Linked DNA regions of Gasterosteus aculeatus: region 1 is linked to region 2. Evidence: chromatin contacts called from public Hi-C data. All regions are on one chromosome and are shown on one strand. Each heading gives the region's core, a stretch centred on a gene start, on an enhancer-like site or on the middle of the called end of the contact. The rest is flanking DNA. Distances are from core to core; before and after follow the strand shown.

Region 1 (5,196 bases), core at 762-3,261, 200 kb before region 2:
GCTTGGAAAGGAGCAGGTAGAGAAGGTCTGGTTCCAGAGTGCAGCTCAGTTCGGCGACAAATTGTGAGAAAGATGGAAGGAGAGACAGTGATACGTTTCCAACGCACTGTCGAGGTACCAAAGATGTCCGCATCTCTCATTACACAAATTCAAATGGATTTGTTTGGGGATAAAGTCAATCTAAAAAGCTTATTATTATTCTCCTTTTTTTAAATAAAAGACAATTATTGCAGCTGTTTAAAACAATTTGTTTCAGCTGTCTTTTAATATCATTCTTGGACAGCTAAATATTTGAAGTCGGCATTTCCACTTTTGATAATTTAGAGAGTAATTATCCCACCTCAGTCAAGGGTAATGCTCATCACAATACACATAAGCAATCAGCATCACGTTTAATTATCTAAAAGGGTTTTAGTCTTACATATCACAACATTATTTCTTTCACATAAAATCTCACACTATTTGTAATGTCAACTTAACGGTAAAGTGTTTTTCTTCCAGTTAACAATATCTAATCATAAGTGCTTCTATGTTGGCTGAATGTTAAAGTATTAATCCAACTTACTCTGATCTGATGATTCTCCATCAGCATTTGATTGTAGGTCAAATGCTGATTGTAGGTGTTCACTTTTCAGATATTGCAATAATAGTAATTTATATGTCGATAAAAGGCCTTACAGAAACCGAAGGGCTAACATGTAAGTGTTGACTTGAAGAAATAGTAATTATTTATTCAATTGTAAATGATTAGTTGTCTACTATGTATGTCTAGGAGGTTAAAGAAGCAATATATATGGGAGGTGACAGCAAAAGGGCTCTTTTTGCTTTGTATGATTTAAACTTTTAAAATTTTAAAATGATTTACATTTCATCATTTATTTTCCTTTTTTTGTACACAGTCCATTTTTGTAACATTTTATCTTCTTTTGATTGCAAAACCCTAATAAAATGGTTTGTATTTTGTACATTCCAAAAAGCCCACCTTGATTCTCTCTGAGAGTTCCTCCATCGTGAAGGTAACACAGCTCCTCCGCTGGCTGACAGCAGTAAATGACTAAGCATCATTTTAAAAGGACACATCTGCTACAATCTAAAGTTCAAAACGTTTTGCTCAGTACAATGCGATTGACTAATCTGAGATATTTTTGATGCATTGTGGTTCTACTGCTTAGACAAAACTAACAGAAAACCTCAAGCATATATTACAGTCAGATATCCTACTGTCTAAACTTGTGTTGCTTTCTGCTGCTTAGTCAGATAGATCTTCTGTAACTCCTCACCAGATTCTAGTTGTAGTTCACCATTAAAGTCTTGCAGCTTGGTATCCCTGAGTCTGTTTTTTTTGTAAACATCACAGTTTTACATTTTACTTACAAAGGGGCTTTGCTGTGTTTCTATCTGACACTTTGCATCACTCCTTTCAAGTATTTACTTATACGTTGTTTTTGTTTGATTAAGTGCTTTGAAAACCAACGGTATTGGTCTGTCACTGTCCTCATAGCTGTGGATAAAATCTGTATCTGTGCAATGCTGCCCTTGTGTGGTCCTCTCGAGCTCCTGCTTCCAATGTAGGCGTGGATGACGACATTAATATAATTCATTTACTATAATTACTGTCATTTCTGTGGTAACATATTTATTATATCAACAATTCATAGATAATACAAGATAATACAGTATCTCAGTAAGTAGTAGTCCCAATTCTTCATACTGACGACGTGTCTTGGCAGGAGCAGTGCTGCCATCAATGGACAGGGAGAAGTTGTGGTGGGGTTTGTTTAGTGATTTGGGTCTGATGAGGATTTCATATTTGTTGCCGTTGAGGTTTGCTTTGCATCCAGGTTTTTATACATCTGGGCCAGTTGGCTTTCTGTGCTGTGATGAGATGGGAAACCGGATTGAAATGGTTCGTACAGCTGCTGTCAGTCCAGGTGAGTTTTTAGTGGGTGGGCGTTTCAGTATTTTAATCAGAAATGCGAGGTTGGAGATGGGTCTGTAATTGTCGTGGATGTTGGGGTTAAGGTTTGTTTTATGAATGGGTGTGACTGAGGGTTAGTTTGGGAGTGCGAGAGACGGAGCAGGTCCACAAGGAGGAGTTGATGACACAGAGGAGGCGCGGAATGAAAGTATATGTTGAGGTAAGCAGGCAGGTTTGACTGGTGCATCCTGACAGACAGAAAGGATAGACGTGTTTATACTCGTTTACGGCTTTTGTCATCCACTTTCTTGGATTACTTGAGCAATGGGTGAGAGCACATAATGTCCTTCAAATTTAAATCACCGAGTTGAATGCATGTTTATCATAATATTTTGTATGCTAATGCTTTAAAGCATCTAAATTTAAAATAATCCTCTCAACGCTGGCTGCCGCAGCATGTGGTGTAGTTCCAAAACGTTCAAGGGTCCCGTTGAACCTTAAAAGTTGTCCCGCGCACAGTAGTCCTTTTAATTTGGCTGAAGTGAAAATGGATTTCTTGTCATTTGGTGCGAACTTGCATATTCAAACGTCAAGGTTTAAAAATGGGTGTGAATTTGTGTTTTAATTTGACTGTTGTGTGCAGATACCGTCCCAGCCGTTGATCACAGACCAATGCTCACCCTGCAGCAAGCAACACAACTGACAGTACGACTTTATGGGGTGACTTTAACGGAGATCTCTACCCTGCCAAGTTACAACGACCAGAACTTCTTCCTAGTTACCAAGGAGGATAACAAGTATGTCCTGAAGATCATGAACTCAAAAGAAAGTATGAATCCCACCCGGATGGAGGTGCAGACCCTGGCCATGTCCTTCTTACACCAACGTGGAGTTCCTTCTCAGATAGTCGTGCCCACCACCACCGGGAAGCTCATGAGTATGGAGGAAATAGGTAATGGCAACGTACCACCAATAATAATTCACAATCACATGATGCAAGAGGTTAAACAAACGACTGGAGCCTTTTCCCATTTTACTGCAGAAACACACTGGTTTAGAAACAATGAAATGCATTTTATGAAAATCTGTTTAGACACTAACTCTATTGCAGGTTGTTAGAAACTAATTAAGTGCTGGAGCCACAGTTTAGAAATGCTAAACTCAACAATTGTTGATTGTTTTGCGTAGTAAGAAAGCCGAGAAACAACTTGGTATATGTCAAAATATCAGCTATGTCATTAGTGTAACTCGCTGCTGACCTAGTTACACTGTCCCCGCGTCCTTTACCTATAACTTAAACCCCAAAATGTAGTGACTTGGATTGAATGGTTGGAATGGAATGTGACTGTGAAGATATGCATGTCCCTACAAGACACGAGAAGAACGTTTGAATGTCATGTTTTAGTCCGATTTAGGGCAAGGCCTTTGGTCCATTATTAAATAGTATCACATGATCTTTAAGTTCTAAACTGCACCATACATTATAATTAGTTGTTAGTTATGACACTGTGAATCATATCTTCCTGTTTTTGTATCTTCATTCTGTTATTAGACTGTGGACAGGGTGCTCAGACCTACTGTGTGAGGCTGATGACGTATCTCCCTGGAAAAACTGTTGCAGAATCTCCAGTAACCGTGCAAGATCTTTATCAGATCGGGAAGTTGGCTGCAGTCATCGATACGACATTGAAACAAGTCAGTTAAATGTCAAACTTCTACATTTCAGCTCAGAGAGATTTTTTGATCTCCAATTACCTACACATGGGCTTTTCCCTATTGGCTCATACATATTTCGTTCCTTACAGTTTGTTATTTCGCTTTTATTTACAAAGGGCCTAATTGTATTGCAGACTGCTTACTCTGGTTATAATGAAGCTCATTATTTAAAAAGTTGTGGTACATAAAGTGTGCAAAATGACTTGTATTGAAACCATTTTCTTTTTTCAGCTGGTTTCTCCAAACTTGGATGTCTTACAAAGTAATGAGGAGATGTGGAGTTTATCCAACATTCCTCTCATAGACGACTACTTGTCAGTGATGGATGGAGACCCCCCGCAGAAAGTGATCAAAGCGGTTGTTAAACAGTATAAGTCACTGGTGGCGCCCAGAATTGTCTCTCTCCGTAAAGGTAATATAGATAATAATTCTATATTTATTTTGTTTTTTCTATTGTTCAATTGGACGTGTTGACATTTTGTGAGATGACATTTTATGAGTTGACATTCATTGTCCCCAAAGAATGAATTCTACTGACCTCTACTGACCTCCCAACTATTGGTTGGACGAATGGGACGTTTGATTCACACATCCTTAGAATGAATTGTATTGTTAACTTTATGATGCCCAAATCTTTCATTTAATGGTAATAGAGCTAAATAGCTGCGACTTAACAATGGATCAAATCACTACTTGTGTCTGAAAGGGGTTCACTCACAGTGATGAGTCCATAATCCATGATCAAGTCACTCAACACTTGCCCCCAGCTTGATATAACTCACTTATTTACTCTACCAGAGATTTACTTTTCCATTTTATTTTACTCGTACTTCTCTCATGGTGTCTGACAGTAAGCAACTGTTTTTTCTTGCACATGATACTCGTCCATTACCAAAGGCACACAGACAAAGTTAGCGACTCTGCAACCAGAAACCCAAATCCAAAAGAATTCTACGTTTCATTTTTTCCGGGGGACATGCTAACAAGCTTTCTATATCAAATGTATTGTTTTATTGTGTAAGTATTGACACACCCAAGATTTTTATACAAAACACACCAACGTCCCAAATATGGACAAAAATGACTGAACTTTGGCTTCATTCCAATTAATGCAGAGTTCTTCACTGAATTATTTTTTTTCTGTGATGTCCTTCACAGGAATAATACACGGAGACATAAATGACCAGAACATCATTGTCACACCTTCAGCCAACGGGAGGCATGAGGTGTCGGGCGTGCTGGACTTTTCTCTGCTCATGATTGATTGCTATGTATTTGAAGTGGCCGTAACAATTGCGTACATGATGATGGAGAACCCCAGTCCTTTGGACGTAGGCGGAGCGGTGTTGGCTGGCTGGGAGAGCGTCATGGTGCTCAGCGAGGAGGAGAAGGATTCCCTCTTCCTGCTGGTGCTCGGCCGCTTGTGCCAGTCTCTGGTGTACGGCCGGTACAATGTCACAAAGTACCCAGACAACAAGGAATATCTCCTGACCACGGCCAAAAGTGGGACTTTGCTTCTTACCAAACTGTGGGAGATGGGGAAGAAAAACGTGGAAAGAAAA
Region 2 (5,147 bases), core at 2,546-5,045:
TCTGTGCCTGTGTACTGTACATGTAGACATATTTGTCACATTTAGACCCAATTTCAAACTCCAAACCGGACCAGCCACTGCTGAAAAAGAAAGTTGGTGTCCTCAATTTGGTTTGAAAGCAGTTGAATTCAGGAACAGTCGAACTATCCTCTAGTCCTCGTTCGGGATATTATAGACTAAATGTCTAAAGGGTCCGGTATAATATGGCCATAAGTAATGGTGAAGATAAGGCTCCAGGTAAAAAAATATCTATGCATCTCCTCCAGAAATAGGATATCTATGTGTTTGGTGGGCGTTTACAGCACTAATCTTGACCCGCTGGAATCAATGTAAAACAACATGGTCGTATATACAGTTTTACTTCTGCACTCATAAACGAGAAAACCCTCAACTTTCAAACTGGACCCAGATGACACAAACTAGAAAGTATAGAAAACACAATAAACCTTCTCTGAAAGTTATGAAATAACCCAAACATGGCTACAAAGCACAGAACCGTTGATTTATTAATGTGGACACTCCAGTCATTGGGAAAAGCCCCCCCTACACACCTCCCCGGTTTATACCAAGCCTGTATTTTTGGTTTGACACACTTATCTTTTACAATGGAAAACAGTTGAGGGTTCAGCAGTTCTCTGTGATTAATCCCTACAGCACTTGTGTTTATCATACACTAAGTATTTTAGTTTCTGATCTTGTGGAAGAAACCTTTGAAGGTGGAGAGGAGCCCTGAGAAAAGTCTGTCAAATTTATGTTTTCTTTTCTTAGCAAAGTCGCTCTCAAGTCTTTATCTCATTTCCTTTAATGCGGGTGAAAAAGCAGAGGTGGCCGTCGTGAACTTAGTGTGCTTCTTGTTGCCCCTTAATGGCGACCAGGCAGGAGAACTGGGGCTTGGGCGGTTTTGGCAACAAACGAGACAGTCTTCTTTGAAGACGCCGCAGATCCTCTTTCCCACATCGCTTCACTTATGATATGAGTTATCCTTCAAAGAGGCTATGTTGTGAGTTATACAGGAAGTGTTATGGCAAACTGGCCCATCTACCTCCCAAAATATGTTGATTAAGTATGAGCAAACTTTTTTTTATACATTTTTTTGAGCTCATCAAACTTAAAATGTTAAACGTATGCAACATATAATATACGATATGAATCAAATATGAATTTACCGTATTGATTGTTTGGTACAAACCACAAACTGGGCTCACATCAGCAGTAAATTACTTCCAAAAGCAAGTCACTGTGAATTTGATGTAAAACTATTTTAAAATCAAATGAATGATATTGCAATAATATTATTGTTAAAATGTCAGAGTACAAGTTGTTGCAGCCTGTTTACCTATACGCTGGGCCACTAGTGATGAAACAACATCACTTATAATCACAAAAGCAACCAGACAAACAATTACTTAGACTAAATCTAGCAAATACTCTGCTATTTGCATAGTATTTGCAAGGCGGTGTTGTTCTATTGTATTTATTTTAATTATCTATATTTCTTGTCTACTTTTAGCTGATCTGAATTTCAAACAAGAACAGGATGGATTAATAGAATAACGCTTTACAGTCATTCAAAGAAATTGATAATATTTCACAAACATTAAAAGACGTTTTCAACCCAAGGGCACACAAAGTGAAAACTTTTAAGATTTGGCCTGTAACACAAAGCTAGTAAACGTTGGAGAGTATCTCTGCCTCTTCTCATTCAGATCCAGGAGTCCAAGCTTTTCATCATATTTTTCATCTGCGGTCGCCCCAAAGTAAAAATAATAAAAATTTGCCAAAGCACGGGAAGCAGAGCCTTTATAACAGTGTTGAAAAAAATTAGCCAACTGAACCAAAAACACTTTGAAAGCAGAATTTCAAAAAACGACAACAACTATTTAGTAATAAAAATGATTTTAAAACACAGAGAAATATTTTGACAATCCTCTCTGAATGGGGTTTGCGTTCTCACTTTAAATGTTTCTCTTCTTGTTCAAAGTACTCTGTAGTATTTATTCCTAATACAAGTCAACACTGTCCCATCACACATTTTATTTGAAAAGATAACTACATTTGAATATAAATTGAATTAATTTGAAGCAGTGGAAGGCTTGTTGATGGCAAGAGCGCCAACGTTGCCGATGATGCTGAAGTAAGTGACACATGAAATGAGTCACGACACAGAGCGCGTTGGTTACATCTGCTTGCACCTGGCATCCAGTCACCTTTCAACCTTACACTCACACATCAGTCATTTCACTTCACCTTGAGTTTACTCTTCACCTTAAGAACACGTCTTCCTATATAAGCAGAACAAGCAACATAATTATTATTCTTTCCACATAAATTACAGTTGAAGCAGCTTGGCAATATACTACTAAGCCCCTCGAATGAACTTCAGTACGATCACCTTATGTGAGGAGCAGAGTTCAGCTCTGCACTTCTTTTCTTATCTCTAAATACAGAAGGGAACACATCAATATTCAACACAGTTAAGTCAACCCAATATGAACGCTGACATGTGCCACGTTCGGCCTGTGGTAGAACTGTGGCTGTCATCTCTGGCTCTGCTATTGGAAATGTGTCAGCTGGTTATTACTAAATGAAACGCGAGTGTTTATATTATTACATGATCCCATATGTGTGCTCTGCACGCGCTGCTTGGTCAGAAGCGTTGTGATTCCCATCAATTTGAAACGCAAGAAAAAAATGCTCTATATATATATTATTTTTTTAAGTTATAAAAAATGGGTCGTTTGGACTGAAGTTTACAATTCCTCCACTTCTTTTAGAATAGACCGACGATATAATAAATTAATAACACTACTGTGGAGAGGTTGAAGAGAAAAGCTGTAAAAGCTTGTTCGTGAGAAATACCCTTTTTTCTTCCTGCAACACATCCGAGGAAGAAGGAAAGAAAAGCGCAGGTCTATAATCCCGTCAAGAAAGAAGAACACACCGCCCGCTCCGTTTTACCCAACCGGCTGAAGCAAAAAGCCTCTCCGCGTTAGAAGTGCGAAGCAGCGATTTGAATAACTCAAACTGTTCTTGTGATCGCTCAGGAAGCGCGTCGCGTCCGGGAACGTTTGAGCAGCTCGGATTTTTACACACGCGACGCCACAAACTCTTGGATTTACATTTTTCAATTCATATGTTGTCGATGTTTTAGACTTAACTTGATTATTTTATGAATTACTGTGATTTAATGGAAGTCTAAAATATAATCGCATCGGGTGTGCCGATGTCACACCGATACTCGCAGTAAATCTCAAAGTTTGGCCGATGTGCTTTTTAAATTATAGAGTGTCCAACGGAGTTATTTGAATCCACGCAGTTTAAGAGAAAATTAATTTTTTTTGTAGCAAAAAGCCCCCCAAAAAATCAGCAGAAACTTCCTTTCTGTCGTGCACCGGAACGGGGCGACCCGCAGGGGGGCGCTGTGTGTCTGTGGATCGAGCTGGGAGTCCTGGAAAGGGGGGGCACGCTGAATAGAAAATAAATAAATAACTACACAAAAACAACTTGACAACTAAACCGATAACGCATTACAATATTCTTGAACAAAGTCAAATGAACACATTAAAAAAAACGACTCCGTCAATTATCCCACGGATATCCAGTATTTCTATTTCGGTGCAAGTGAAAGGTCATAAATAAGGCGTCCGGGAGAGATGATCTGTCTGGTATGCTTTTCTAATTGTGCAGGAAACAAAGAGTTTCCCCGTAAAAGAAGTGAGACGCGCCCGCGTCTGTAAACGGGCCGATCGTATTTCGACAAATACATGTGAAACTAACGTTTAAATGAATGTCAAGGTAGACTTTCCTGTTCACTGCAGCTGCTTCCACGGTAACCCCTCCTCTCCGGCTACCCCCCTCCCCCCAACTCTCTCTCTCTCTCTCTCTCTCTCTCTCTCTCTCTCTCTCTCTCTCTCTCTCTCTCTCTCCCTGTCTCCCCCCCAACTCCGCCGTTATTCCTCCACGGCCGTGTGCGTGCGCGCTTCATTCCAGAACACAAGGCGAGCGAAGCAGACGGGTCCGCGCGCAGCAGTGGAAGCTGCTACATTCGCTCAGGGAATAAATACCCTCAAACCCCGCGGGTGGTGGTCGAGTGCGAGCGGGGGGGGGATTTGGTTGGTGAAGGCTGCGTCTTTAGAGGAATACCGCTCGATATCGCGGACGCATGTGAGAGCGCACATGCCTTTTCCGGGACTGTAACGCCATGGCTCTGACACAAGTGCGGCTATCTGCGCTTCTCTGACCGACGCGGAAAGTCTTTGGATCTCCACCCAAAAGGCGTTTGTTTCTTGAGGGTTTTTTGTTGTTGTTGTTGTTGTTGTTGGTTTTTCTACCATCATTGACTCACAACAAAAAAAAAAACATTGCTGGAAATATCCTCCGGATGGTGACCGCGGACTGGACTACCTACTTTCAGCCGATTCACTCCGTGCCAAGGGAAGGGACTGGGAGACTCGTGCCCGCTTGCCTTTTCTCTGGAAGACACGTTGGAGATCACTGAACAACCGAGACGGGCTTCTATATCCACTCATTTGACACCGCCGGTGTCATTTCCACCTCCCCCGTCTGACACTCACCTGGACGTGTTTTGGTGAATGGGAGCTTGACACCGCTGGAACCGGGACGGCGCTGAGTGCGTGGAGCGTGGGATCACCCGGGATAAGTGCACGCGTCCGCGGGGTCTGTTTACATGTCCGATCTGACTCCTTCATGACGATGGATTACTTTCTGTTTTTATGCACCCTCTTGCTGCCAGTGGTGTCCACCGTAGAAGGTAAGACATTCCACATTTAGTAGCTGTCGCTTAAGCGTATTTTGTTCCCCCCCACACCAAGTTGTGGAGCACCCATATGCCTCTCAGAGGCTCCTGTGTTACACTCAAATGCTTCATTTTCTTCCATTCCCGAATTTAAAACAAACGTTTCGTGTTCAAAGTGCCCATTTGGGGCGTTTGAAATGATCGCTTAATGGCATTTACGCTGTGGCCGATACAGGTTTCAATACACAATTGTAGCGCGCGTGATCGACAGCTCATCCATTTCAATGGACGTCGTGTATTGTTTTTTTTTTGTTGTTCTCCCTTACATCAGCTATTCCCGACTGCTAAGAGTTTTTCGTCACTTAAAAGGAAATTAGCGCCACACTGAATC

The links. A called contact is a pair of places that touch in the nucleus more often than the background predicts.
Region 1: a Hi-C map of skeletal muscle shows a contact between it and region 2, with 2.9 times the contacts expected there. The contact joins the promoter of LOC120824273 here to the promoter of ephb3b in region 2. A contact is called at or near these places in 2 of 6 Hi-C or Micro-C datasets (skeletal muscle and whole body).

Annotation. Positions count from the first base shown.
Region 1 is chr8:14,370,362-14,375,557 of fGasAcu3.hap1.1, reverse strand. It overlaps LOC120824273 (hydroxylysine kinase), which reads left to right and starts at 2,011. Exons shown (of 5, transcript XM_078108292.1): 1 at 2,011-2,138; 2 at 2,562-2,870; 3 at 3,471-3,613; 4 at 3,866-4,046; 5 at 4,793-5,196. The coding sequence starts at 2,591. It overlaps LOC120824274 (hydroxylysine kinase), which reads left to right. Exons shown (of 5, transcript XM_040184979.2): 5 at 1-981. The coding sequence ends at 67.
Region 2 is chr8:14,168,594-14,173,740 of fGasAcu3.hap1.1, reverse strand. It overlaps ephb3b (eph receptor B3b), which reads left to right and starts at 3,795. Exons shown (of 15, transcript XM_078108291.1): 1 at 3,795-4,771. The coding sequence starts at 4,708.